Linked DNA regions of Sus scrofa: regions 2, 3 and 4 are each linked to region 1. A link is a contact called in public HiChIP or PLAC-seq data. All regions are on one chromosome and are shown on one strand. Each heading gives the region's core, a stretch centred on a gene start, on an enhancer-like site or on the middle of the called end of the contact. The rest is flanking DNA. Distances are from core to core; before and after follow the strand shown.

What was found. HiChIP or PLAC-seq counts read pairs in DNA pulled down with a chosen protein or histone mark.
Region 2: an H3K27ac HiChIP or PLAC-seq map of alveolar macrophages shows a contact between it and region 1. The contact joins the promoter of PIM1 here to the promoter of MTCH1 in region 1. A contact is called at or near these places in 2 of 47 Hi-C or Micro-C datasets (embryonic fibroblasts and liver) and 2 of 2 datasets of contacts at active chromatin or transcription factors (alveolar macrophages and skeletal muscle).
Region 3: an H3K27ac HiChIP or PLAC-seq map of alveolar macrophages shows a contact between it and region 1. The contact joins the promoter of TMEM217 here to the promoter of MTCH1 in region 1. A contact is called at or near these places in 2 of 5 promoter capture datasets (fetal liver and liver) and 1 of 2 datasets of contacts at active chromatin or transcription factors (alveolar macrophages).
Region 4: a contact with region 1 is called in an H3K27ac HiChIP or PLAC-seq map of alveolar macrophages. The contact joins the enhancer-like site here to the promoter of MTCH1 in region 1. A contact is called at or near these places in 1 of 5 promoter capture datasets (liver), 6 of 47 Hi-C or Micro-C datasets (brain, embryonic fibroblasts, fetal heart ventricle and 3 more) and 2 of 2 datasets of contacts at active chromatin or transcription factors (alveolar macrophages and skeletal muscle).

What each region holds. Positions count from the first base shown.
Region 1 is chr7:32,634,085-32,637,368 of Sscrofa11.1, reverse strand. It overlaps MTCH1 (mitochondrial carrier 1), which reads left to right and starts at 1,794. Exons shown (of 12, transcript NM_001244167.1): 1 at 1,794-2,150. The coding sequence starts at 1,830. LOC110261512 (a long non-coding RNA gene) reads right to left here and starts at 1,798. Exons shown (of 2, transcript XR_002345692.1): 1 at 1,700-1,798.
Region 2 is chr7:32,786,946-32,789,960 of Sscrofa11.1, reverse strand. It overlaps PIM1 (serine/threonine-protein kinase pim-1), which reads right to left and starts at 1,715. Exons shown (of 6, transcript XM_005665927.2): 1 at 1,221-1,715; 2 at 1,005-1,111; 3 at 849-899; 4 at 398-764. The coding sequence starts at 1,302.
Region 3 is chr7:32,837,425-32,840,603 of Sscrofa11.1, reverse strand. It overlaps TMEM217 (transmembrane protein 217), which reads left to right and starts at 1,489. Exons shown (of 2, transcript XM_001927644.5): 1 at 1,489-1,554. TBC1D22B (TBC1 domain family member 22B) reads right to left here and starts at 1,426. Exons shown (of 13, transcript XM_003128372.4): 1 at 1,134-1,426. The coding sequence starts at 1,363.
Region 4 is chr7:32,425,895-32,428,934 of Sscrofa11.1, reverse strand. It overlaps CPNE5 (copine-5), which reads left to right. Exons shown (of 23, transcript XR_002345691.1): 14 at 1,238-1,291. Among named protein-coding and RNA genes, the nearest start is that of RAB44, 55 kb to the right of the region's middle. Within about 2 kb of position 1,699, at least 2 of the 83 cell types and tissues checked have an H3K27ac peak or open chromatin away from gene starts, as enhancers often do. A contact at or near this core is called in alveolar macrophages, where this site is marked.

The DNA.
Region 1 (3,284 bases), core at 545-3,044:
AGAGCTAACTGCTTTACAGCTCTAAGTACATACACCCAGGCTGCTCAGTGGAGCTAATGCTAAGCAAGGAAGTCATTAAAGTGCTCCTGGAGTTCCCCTTGTAGCTCAGCACAGTAAGAACCTAACAAGTATCCATGAGCATATGGGTTCAATCCCTGGCCTTGCTCGGTGGGTTAAGGGTCTGGCATTGTGGCAAGCTGCGGTGTAGGTCATAGGTGCTGCTTAGACTTGGAGTTGCTGTGGCTTTGGTGTAGGCTGGCAGCTACAGCTCCAATTTGACCCCTGGCCTGGGAACTTATATATGTCACACCTGTGGCCCTTAAAAAAAAAAAAAAAGCACTCCTGAAGTTCCCTGGTGGCTCAGCAGGTTAAGGATCTGGCATTGTCATTGTAGCAGCCCAGGTCACTGCTGTAGTGCAGGTTCAATCCCTGGCTCAGACTTCAACATGCTGTAGGCCGGGCCACACACACAAAAAAAGTGCTCCTAGGGGTGGGAGGTAGGTTTGATGAAAGGTGTATTTGAAAGGGTAACACTTGAAAGAGCTAGGATGCTTTACAGTGTTCCAGACCAGAACAAACTTGGGTTAGTGAAGCCAGGGTAGGGGCGAGACCAAGGGGACAGGTAGACTGACAGGATTTGAATGTGGAAAGTATACAGAGTATTTGTTGTCAGGAGTAATGGGGGGGGGGGCTTTTAGGCGGCAAGAAGGGCAGACTTCAGGAAACCCGGACTAAGCCGTCAGAAGGTAGATGTCTATTCTGAGGAACCTTCCCACAATGAACACAGGATGAGTACAGACAAAGGGATCAGCTCCCCCATGGCTGTGTCCCTCCCAACTCTAGGGTACTGGATTTCTTTCCATTTAAACAGCTACTTTTCTTTTGCATCTCCACAACTAACTAGCAGGTTTTAGGTGTTGTTGCAGGGGGAGGGCACGCTTACAAACATGAACAGGGCACTTGCTGGAATAGGCAACTTCTTCACAGGGCTGTTGTGAGGATCATACTAGAGTTGACATGTTGCAAAGCACTTTTAAAAACGTCTGGACGTAGTAAATGCAATTTAAGAGCCAATTATTATTCATTTTTATTAACTAAAGATTAGACTATCAGAGCCTAACACAATGCCTGCGTGTGCTCATGCTGACTAGTTAAAACCTTCACATCTAGTGAAGGAGATACGCAAGCTTAAACTGGTTAAAACCTTTCCATCTAGTGAAGTAGATACGCAAGTACTTTTGAGCAAACGTATTTTCTAACCAGCAACTGTGAGGGAGGTTGGCGGAGGCTCAACTGCAAAGCAGAATGACCACAACTGCCGAGGGGGCAGCCGGATTTGGCCTGGGGGGGAGGGAAAGGGAGTATGCCGAGGCTGGAGAACGCGGAGGGGTTCGGCCAGCAGCAGGAGGCCGCAGGACTGGGATCCGGGCCGCAAAGAGTCGGGTCCAGAACTGCGGACAACACTCCGAGCCAGGGAAGGGGCTTGCAAGCGCCTCAGACCAAATTGAGGGCGTTTGCGGAGCATCCGAGCACCGCCCCCGCCGCTCTCCTGGCCCCCCGGGGGAGCTCCCGCGCTGGCGGCGGCCTTCACGGTCTCTGAGCCTACAGTCTGGGTCGCCCGCAACCACTGACCCCCGGGCCACAGCCCAGTGCAGAGCCAGGCCCCAACCCCGACCCGGGGCCCACAACTGGCGCTTACCGCCAGCCGTCCCACGATGCCGCACACCCCCGCGGCCGCGAGTGGTGAGGCCCGGCCCCACCCCCGACGCGCTTAGGGGCGGTGCGCCCGCCCGTCACGTGACGGGGGAGTGACCTCGCCGCCCGGCGCCATGGGGGCTTCGGACCCGGAAGTGGCGCCCTGGGCTCGCGGCGGTGCCGCGGGAATGGCGGGAGCCGGAGCAGGAGCAGGAGCTCGCGGCGGAGCGGCGGCGGGGGTCGAGGCCCGGGCTCGCGACCCGCCGCCCGCACACCGCGCGCACCCGCGCCACCCTCGGCCTGCGGCGCAACCCTCCGCCCGCAGGATGGACGGCGCGTCCGGGGGCCTGGGCTCCGGGGACAACGCCCCGACCACCGAGGCTCTTTTCGTGGCGCTGGGTGCAGGAGTGACGGCTCTCAGTCACCCGCTGCTCTACGTGAAGCTGCTCATCCAGGTGTGGAGCCAGGGGCGTCTTAGGGAGGCGGGGGCCGATGTGAAGGTGACAGGCCAGGGTCTGGAGAAGGATGGGGGCGGGGGAGGCAATGGCGGTGTATTGAGGAGAGGGGCGGGGACGGCGGGTTGATGCGCGGTAGGAGTGGGAGAGGAGGAAAGCGGCAAGTGATTTGAGGATGCAAGGGGCATGGGTTTGGGGGTGCAAGAGAAGGGGCAAAAGGTCAGCGTCAGATTTGGGAGAGAGGAAGGAACGAGGTGCAGGGGGAGGGGACGATGGAACGGATGACAGGTTTGGGAAATGAAAGAATGGAGGCGATGAACTTGCACTAGGAGGGAAGGGGCAGCATTTGGGGGTGAGGAAAGAAGCAACGATGGGGGGGGCGGGAAGTTTTGGCAAATGGCTGAGGAGGAGGTTTGGGGGCCAAGGCAGAGTATTCAGAAGATGGGCACATTTAAGGTGAAGGGAAGCAAGAACTCTGGATTTAATAGAGATGGACTTACAGTGGTTTGGAGGAAACAAAGGACTAGAGAGTCTGGTCCAAACGTTTAAGAAAGAAAAAGGGGCATCAGACTCCGGGGAGGAGGGGACGGGAGCATTAAATTTAACGGTGACAGAATTTGGTGCGAAAGGGCGGAGGCAAAGGATTTAACACCGGAGAGCTATCGTTTTAAGGAGATGGGGGCTCTGGACTTGATGGCGACGGCAGATTTGATGGGAGGAGGGGACGGTGATGACGTGCCTTGGGGGAGGGGAACAGATAGGGCGACACGGGGGCGGGGGAGGGGTAGTGGAGGTTTGTCTGGAAAGGGGAGCTAGGAGGAGGCTTTTGGGGGGAAAGGATGACGCATTTGGAGGAGAAAATTGAAGTCATGGTTGGGGAGGGGTATGGGCTGAAGGGTTACAGGCAAATTGGAATTGGGCAGAAGGGGCATTTTAAGCACAAGGTGGCAGGATGTGCAGGGGCTGGCAGAAAATGAGACCAAGGTAGGATGTCTCTGGAATGGAGGCATGCAGGGGCGGTTGGCATGTTTGGGGGGACCAGCAGTGCCTGACAGATGAATTGGGTTGCTTAAGAAAGGGAGAGATGGAGCTGGAAGGGGGTGGGTCTGGGATGGAGGAAGTGCATTTGGCAGA
Region 2 (3,015 bases), core at 466-2,965, 150 kb before region 1:
CAAAAATTACAAAACCGGCATCAATTTTCATCTCTCCCGCTCTCTCCTCCTCCTTCCCCCTCCTATCCTTTTACTGGGGAGGAAACTGGGTCAGACTTCAGAAATCTGGGCTACGGCCGGTTGCCCACAACCTCTTATTCATCGGGAAAGGTTGGAACCCACTGAATTCCACTCAAAAAATAAAATCATGCCAGAAACATTACAGGTTCTGCTGGCTTGAAATCGCCGGCTTTCCTAGGCTGGGAAGCTCTCTTTCGCCCCACCCCTGCTAGCATCGAGCCAGGCGGCCCGATGACCTTTACAAAGGGCCGGAGAGGGGAGCCTGTGGAGGCCTCCAGGCCAGGCCGAGTCACCTGGGCAGCTCCCTCCCGCGCAGCTCCCCCAAGGCCTGGCTCACCATCGAAGTCCGTGTAGACGGTGTCCTTGAGAAGCGCCCCCGACCCGAAGTCGATGAGCTTGAGCTCGCCGCGGTTGAGGTCGATGAGGATGTTCTCGTCCTTGATGTCGCGGTGGAGCACCCCGCAGTTGTGGCAGTGGCGAACGGCCTCCAGCACCTGCCAGAAGAAGCTGCGGGCCAGCTCCTCCTGCAGGGCCCCCCTTTCCGTGATAAAGTCGAAGAGGTCTTGCACCGGCTCGGGCCTCTCCAGGATCAGGACGAAACTGTCGGGCCTCTCGAACCAGTCCAGGAGCCTAATGACGCCGGAAAAGCCCGAGCTCACCTTCTTCAGAAGAACCACTTCCATGGGCACTCGGGTGCCATTAGGCTGCAGAGGGGGCAAGGGGGCTGCGTTAGGGCGGGAGTCGGAGGGTGCCCCTCACCCCACCCATCCTTGGGGTCGCTCCCTCACCAGTTCTCCCCAGTCGGAAATCCGGTCCTTCTCCACGTGCTTGATGGCCACCTGGAAAGCCCCCCAGAGAGTCTGTTAGGTCCCCTCGCCAGAGCCAAACACACCCTGCCGCCCCCCTGCCCGGAGCGCCCTCCCCGTGGTGGGGCGCCCACTCACCGGCAAGTTGTCGGCGACACGGATGCCTGAGTAGACCGAACCGAAGCCGCCGCTGCCCAGTAGCGGGCCCACCTGGTACTGCGACTCCAGGGGCTCCTTATCCTTGCCTAGGAAAGGGGGAGTCACAGAGGACTCAGTGCCGGCCCGGGTGCCCCCAGCTCCCACCCTGGGAAGTCCAGTCGCCCCTCCATCCACGATTTGGGGGGGGGCACTCACCGGGCGCCAGCTTGGTGGCGTGCAGGTCGTTGCAGGGCGCGGCGCGCAGGTGGGCAAGCGAGTTGATTTTGGACAAGAGCATCCCAACCTCCAGGGTGTCGGCGTAGGGACTGCGTCTGGAAGAGCTGCAGCAGCAGGAGCTGGGGCTGGGGTTGTGCCGGTGGCTGTGCCTACGGCTGGGGGTGAGGCTGCGGGTGGCGTTGCGGCTGCGGCAGCGGCTGGCGCGGAAGGCCGAGGGCGAGTCGGAGGACGACTGGGGGCGCCGCCGGGGCTGGAGACTGGCGGACACGCCGGCGGGGTCAGGCAACGCCGAGGGCGGCGGGGTGGGCGGCTCGTGGGACTCTTGCGGCAGCGCCGCGGCACAGGGAGCTTGTAGCTGCTGCTGCTGCCGGTCCCGCCACCGCCGCTGCCGCTGCTGCCGCCAAGTCCTCTCGGGCCTCCTCCGCCACCGCGGCCGCTGCAGCAGACGCCCGGCTCGCCCAGCCGCCAGGAGTAAAGGGGCGGAGCGCGCCGGCGGGGGGCGCGCGGGCGGGCGGGGATGGGGCGGGGCCTCTCCAGGAGGCCTAGGCGGGGAGCCGGGCTGCCAGGCCAGCGGAGGGAGGAGAGGGGGTGGGGAAGCGGCGGGACAGGGCGACTCCCCTCCCCCCCGCCCCGCGCGCTCCGGCGCCGCACCCCGGCCCCGCCCCCGCCGGCGCATCTCCAGCCAACCAGAAGCCGACCTATCTGCATAACACGGCGCGCCCCGCTCCCGCCCCGCCCCGCTCTCGCGGTCAGAATGGTCTCTACGCCGCCACGACGTGGCGGGAAGGAAAAGGCGCCAAAATGGAGGGGGAGGGGCGCGGGGCGTGATGGGAGGCGGGAGCTGGGTGTCTAGCAGCCACGGAGGAAGGATGGGGAGGGGCGTATCGATTCAAACCCAAACAATAACAAAGCCATCAAAGGCCGCCCGAGGCCGGCTCTGCGGCTCTCCGTTTCTCGGGGTTTTTGGGTCAAGGGCTTGAGCTGGAGCATAACAAGTTGCGCAGAGACGACGGGCGTTGGTGTGACAGGCGGGGAGGCCAGGCGGCCGGCGCGCCGGGGTGTGAGGGACCGTGTGTGTGTGTGTGTGTGTGGTGTGTGTGTGGCGGGGGGGATGCCGACGAGGGTGGTCTTTCTGTGTGACTCAGACGTGAGACCTCCAAGTCGGCTTGGGCTGGTTGATCACGCTCTGTGGGCTCGAGTTGGGTCCTCCGGGGTTTGTGTGTTGGGGGCGCGTGGGGGGCGAAGGATCTGCAAGATGTGAGTCACAGCGGCTTCACGCAGGGAGTGGAGGTGTCACAGGCCCGGAATAAAATGAGGAGAGCTCCGCTCACTCGGGGGAGGCGTCCCGATCGCGGTTGTCACAGCCCGTGAAAAGATCAGCTCCCCAGCCCCCAATCCCCTAGCAGATTTTATTTTTAAAATGCAGAAAGGTTCCAGTGAATCCTGATTCCTAAGCAGTGATGTGTGTCAGAGTGCCCGGTAAAGAGGAAATCACGAAACAAATGTTAGTATTGTGATGCCAGATGCTGTCTCAGCCCTTCTGTGAGGGCGGGAGCGAGAGATGAATTCCTCATCTAAAGCGGGGTGGGAGGGCGCGCTTGATTTAATCAGCTTTCGCGTTGTATTCACCTTTTCATCAGCCTGTTATTACCAGTCAGGCAATACTAGCAATTATTAGCAGCCCCCGATTCTTGACTCAAAGGAAATGCCCCTCCTTTCCCTGCCCCCCCTTGGAAATAACACGGAAAACTGACCAATTTGACTTTCATCCTTT
Region 3 (3,179 bases), core at 240-2,739, 200 kb before region 1:
CCCTTGCACTATTTTTACTAAATTACTAAAAGCTGATTCCCATATGTTTAACAGCATCCTAACAGAAATAAGACTGCCATATAGCCACCAATGACCCTCATTTCTCTCTTGCTATTAAACAAACAAGCCACAGGTTTAAAAGATTACTATCCCTGAATCAATTAGAAAGGGTAGCACGTGGGGGCACAACTAAACATGAATTTCATCATCAAGTGGACTGTGAATAGCAAAAATCTTAAATTTAAGATTTGAAACATACACTCCTTTTACTTCTCAGGACTGCAAACAAATTGAAACTAAACCAACAACAGACTGATGAATGTAGAGTTGCTAAGAGTCTCAAGAAACGCCTAAAAGGGGGTCGGGGTGGGAGTGGAGAGTAACTTAAAAGTCTGCTCTCCAACTAAACAACTTTAAAGAATTTAGTGCATTTGCACAAGAAGTACACTACCAGGCAGAGGGGAAAAGGTTACTTGAGTTTGAACAAACCCTTATAAAATGCTAAAGAAATAATCTCGATTCTAGGTCACCCTGTAATTATTCCCAATGGGAAAGAGCCAACTCTGGATAAAGTGAGGTCGTGCTTAAGAATTTTCCTCACTTTTCTTGTCCCCCTACAGACGGTCCCAAGCTCTCATCAGAACCTCTTAGGAGTCTAGAAGAAAAATTCATACGTGCAGAGCTGGGGGAGCAAGGGAAGGGGCCACCCACGAGCAAACAACCACCTGTGCGAGGTGGAGACCACCCCCCCAAGAAGGAGTTCTGTTTAAAGTGAGAAGCAGCTCTTGTGGTGGCTTTCCGAACCCAGGACCGACACTAGTTACTCACCCAACTCCACTGTCCCTTATGCCAGAACTCCAGCCACCGGCCCCCTCCCGGCTGAGGGCAGCCCCTCCAAAGCCCTACGCCCCCAGACCCGGGTCTGCTCCCACACCCAGCCATCTCCAAAGCTCGCTGCCGGCTCCTTTGCCTGACAGCTGTCTTGCCGCCACCAGGCAGCCCCAACTTCCTTCTCCCAGGTCCCCCAAACCAGCCTTCTGGGGTCGGTGGCACCCCAGGCCCGCGGGATTTAGGGTTTAGGATCTGGAAGGGTTTGGTCCAATCCCCTCTTCCTTTCAGCGTCCTGGGCTCACCTCCCCGGCAGCTTGGCGCTTCTCTTCCAAAACTGCTTGCTGTTCTCGGCGGCCATTGCTCCAGCCCGGGGAAGGCCTTGTAGGTGGGCCGGGGGGGTGGGGGTGCTACCCAGCAGATGCCCCCAAGACCCCGCAATCGCAGGGCCAGCCCAGGCCGCTTCCCAGCCGCCGGTCACCCGCTCCCAGCTCCCGGGAGCGCCATCTTGGATGTGGGCACCACCACCCCCCATCCAGTGCCGCTGCCATTGGTGGGCTGCGCTGGCCGTGGTCAGATGAGCCAATCGGGAGCTGGAATCCTGCACGCCGCTGATGCCGAACTGTAACGTCAGGGGCGGGGCACACAGGTGAACCGGGAAGGCGGAGCTTGGACGAACAGGGAGGCGGGGCCGAAAGTTCTTAACCCAAGCTGGGGAAGAAGCAGGTAAAGAAAGAGACCTACGGGAAGGAGGAGAGGGTTCTGTTTTCTTTGGGGGAGGGGGCAGTAATGAGGTTCCTGAGTGTAGTATTTTGGAGAAAGAGAGAGCATATTATATGAACATACATACATCCTTGACCTAAAAATAAGGGCACACGAGTGGGTTGCAGCCCATTTTTAACGTCTCCCAACTCAACAACACTCTGGTTATTACTTTCCCCGTCCCGGTTGCCTTGGTACCCTGATATTTTGTAAACTATGGAGGAAGATCAATACTGATCTGATGGCTCAGAGCTGCCAACTGTTCAACACATGAGTAACGGTTGGTTCAAAAGAGCCTCTCTCTCCTAAGGTAATTGATCACTATTAAAGGACTTGTGCTGTGGATGAAATTCAAATGATCAAACCTCTGTTTCAACCAATAACTGCCACTTTCTGACCATGAGAATCCAGATGCTGACAAACTGTTTAGGAAATATTCTTATTTTATCCATCCAATTCAGAATACCAAGTAACATTTCCTGAGAGGACAAAGCACATCCCCAAGGCATGAATCACAAATATTAAGAATGTACCCCCAAACGGAGTTCCCACTCCTGCTGTAGTGCCACAGGATCAGCAGCTGGAGCGCTGGGATGCAGGTTCAATCCCTCACCTGGCCCAGTGAGTTAAGGATCCAGCATTGTCACAGCTGCTGTGTAGCTCACAACTGCGGCTTGGATCTGATCCTTGGACCAGGAGCTCCATATGCCGCAGGATGCAAAAAAAGAAAAAAAAAGATAATGTACCTCCGAAACATCCTTATTTTCTCTTATTAATCCATTATAAATCTTTCACCCTTGACCTTACTTTCAATCTACTTTTGGCTCAGAATGAGAGTTTGTTTTTTGTTTTGTTTTGTTTTGGTTCTTTTTGGCAGCATCCATGGCATGCAGAAGTTCCCAGGCCAGGAAAGTGCCACTGCAGTGACCAGAGACACTTCAGTGACAGTGGCTGAATTCAACCCACTCAACCCACTGAGCCACACAGGAAATCCTCAGAATGAGATTTAATATTAGCATTTTGAATTCTTTAATTAAATTTATTTATTTATTTTTGTCCTTTTAGGGCCACACCCACGGCATATGGAGGTTCCCAGGCTAGGGATCTAATCAGAGCTGTAGCCTCTGGCCAGTACCACAGCCATAGCAATGTGGGATCCAAGCTACGTCTGCAACCTACACCACAGTTCACTGCAATGCCAGATCCTTAACCCACTGAGCAAGGCCAGGGATCAAACCCACAACCTCATGGTTCCTAGTAGGATTCATTTCCGCTGAGCCACGACAGGAACTCCTAGCATTTTGAATTCTTTATCGCATATCTTGTTGGTGTTTTTGCTCTTTTGAGTTTCTGTGGTTGTATGCCACAGTGATGGGGGGAGGGTAGAGGGGACAGGGAGGACACCCTAGTCCAGATAGTTTTTTTTTTTTTTATCTCAAAGGTCTGTTGAGATAGGCTGATGTTCTCCACTCTTGGTACTAGCACAGTCCTACATCATATTGGGAGGTCTAAAGGAACTTCTTTTATATGCCCTCTAACGGTCTACTTCTACATAGACATAAGCCCATTTTCAAGCTTCTTTTGTCCCC
Region 4 (3,040 bases), core at 450-2,949, 210 kb after region 1:
CAGCTCCAATTCAACCCCTAGCCTGGGAGCTTCCATATGCCATGCGCTTGGCCCCAAAAACACAAACATTAAAAATAAAAAAATAAAAGACCCATGGGAGGAGGGCTCAGAGAGGAAGGTGGTCCCCATCTCTCAGCCCAGGGCTGCTCAGCCTTGGCTCTACTAGCATCTTAGACGGTAGACTGTGAGAGGGCTGTGTGTTGTGTAATGTTTAGCAGCATCTCTTGCTTTTACGTACTCCCCCAGTTGTGAACAACCAAGAATATCTCCAGGAGTTCCAGCATTGTCACTGATGTGGCTTGGGTTTGATCCCTGGTGCAGGAACTTCCCCATGCTGTGGGTGTGACCAAAAAGAAAAGAAGTCTCTAGACATTGCCAAAGGGGCAAAAGTCACCCCCCATTGGGTAGCCCACCAAGTGTTTTTTTAGCACCTATTCTCTGCTTAGTCCTGGTGGCAGGTCTGGTTTGGAATGAAAGCTTACACTCAAAGAGTTAAAGAGGGTCTTTTTTTTTAGGGCTGCCCCCACGGAAAATGGAGGTTCCCAGGCTAGGGGTTGAATTAGAGAGCTATAGCCGTTGGTATACGCCACAGCCACAGCAATGCAGGATCTAAGCCGAGTCTGCGAACTGCACCACAGCTCACAGCAAGGCCAGGGATCGAACCTGCATCCTCATGGATACTAGTCAGATTCATTTCCTCTGAGCCACAGTGGGAACTCCAAGGAGGTTCTATTTGTAGTGTAAGGTCAGTAGTGAGGTGAGGGGGCCTCAAAGGCCCCAGGGCAGCCCTAGGGCTGAACTTGAAGGAGGAGTAGAGAGGATTGAATTTGCTGGAGGGAGGAGAGGAGGGCATTTTGGGTAAAGGGGAGCAGCCTGAGCCAACGCAGAGGGGTGGGCAGGCCCCTTTGCAACATCGAGCCTCCTTCGGCTACATAGGGTGGAGAGTGTGTTAGGGAAGCAGTGGGAAAGGTTAAATAAGTATTATTCCTGGTATGTTTGGTCATGGGACACCCAGGCTAATCCCGGAGCCTGGTTGCATAAATCTAAGTGCCAGTCTCTCACAAAACCTCCCTGAACTCTCTTCTCCTGAATCCCCCCTCCCCCCACCCCCACCCTCCAGTTTTCGCCTTCCACACTCCGCTGGCTGGGGCCACACGCAGGAGTCCCTGGAACCCTTAGGGGTTCAGCCCGGACTGCTTGGAATTTCTCCTTCTTACACCGTAACTTTTCTCTGCAGGTGGTAAACCCAAAAAAGAAAATGAAGAAAAAGAAATACGTGAATTCTGGCACAGTGAGTAGCTGCCCCCTTGCTGCAGTGGGTGTAGACATCATGAGCCCTGAGCTGGGTCTGGAGTGTGTGTGTGTGTGTGTGTGTGTGTTCCCACAGGTGTGGGAACCAGACCTGGGGGTTTGGGCGTGGGGGGGGGGAGCGATGGATCAACAGCCCCCGGAGGCGGCTTAGATGTGTGGGAGAGACAATGGGCTCTGTGATGCAGGATGAGGAATCCCAGAGAGAGACTCCCACGGAGACTTCCTGCAAGAAGGAAGAGGAAAAGGAGTCGCATTTATTGGGCCCTTCCTCTGGGAAATTCCCCATTTGCGTGCTTTTCACAAATTGTTTCCTTAAGAGGCAGACATTATCACCCCCTCGTCATTGAAAGAGGAAACCAAGGCTGCAGGCAAGGAAGTGACTCAACCAAGGTCACCGGGCTAGAAAATGGTAGCGTTCAATTCAGAGCTTGCCGCTGCTGTGGGCGCTGCCCCCGCTTAACCATGACCATCCTGGGATCACACTGGCTCAGTGGCTTCTGGGGGCTGATCTTCAGGCCATTCTTGCGTTTCTTCAACAAATGTTTACTGAGTGCCACCAGGTTCCAGGCACTGTTCTGGGTATGGGGGACCCAGCTGGGGACATGACAGATCCAAATCTCTGCCCTCCTGGTGCTTATCTTCTGGCAGGGAGGAGACAGAAAGCAGACATACGTACACACATATACCTGAGTGTGTCAGGAGGTTGTGAGGGCGAGGGGAAAAAGCAGCATGAGGTAAATGGATGGGGAATGCCAGAAACACAACTACTGTTTTATATAAAGTCGTCAGGGACAATTTCTTTGAGAAGGCGACATTGAAGCAGAGATTTAGAGAAGGTGAGGGAGCAAGTACTGAGGATATTGAGGGGAAAGAATTCTAGTTGTAGGGGTTAGATGTGCAAAGGCCCTGAGGTGGGGTCCACCAGGGCATTGAGAATGGAAACCAATGTCTCTGCAGTACAGACGTACCAATTCCATACCCTGCCTGTCTTCGCACTCTAGAGGGCCACAGCTCATCAGCGAATGTGGCCAAAGGTAATTTGAGTCAGGCCGACCATAGCCCCAGACCAGAAGAGGTTACAGAAAGGGCACTAAGGGGATCCTCCGAGGAACCTTATTTTCTCTATCTGTAAAATGGGGCTAATACATCAACCCAACCCTGAATTTGGAGGGTGTTTTGGTTTTTTTGTTTGTTTGTTTGTTTTTCGGCCATCCCATGGCATATATGGAGTTGCCGGGCCAGGAGCTGAGCCGTAGTTGCGACCTAAGCTACAGCTGTGGCCATGCTGGGTTAACCTACTGTTCTGGGCCAGGGATCAAACCCGCCCCCAGCACTCCCAAGATGCTGCCAATCTGTTGCGACACAGCAGGAGCTCCAACCCTACCCTGCCTGATGTACAGGGCTGCTGTGACAGACATATGGGAAGTGCAGGACTGTAAACAGTAAATTATTCTGCTCATTCCAAGGGGGCTGACCACTGCTTCTCTGATGGTAACTGTTTCACACACAGGCTTGGAGCCATGTTTCTTTTGTCCAAAGCTGCAGTGTTTCTCAGTGGGGATGCTGTCAGCATTTGGGGCAGAATAATTCTTCTCACAGGACTTCCCCTTATGGGGTAGGGATTCTTAGCACCCCTGACCTCAACCCATAGGCAGCAGCAGAGCCCCAGACATCGTGAGACCACCAAAGCTCTCCCGCACTTTCCCAAGTGCCCTACCACCTTCCCCAG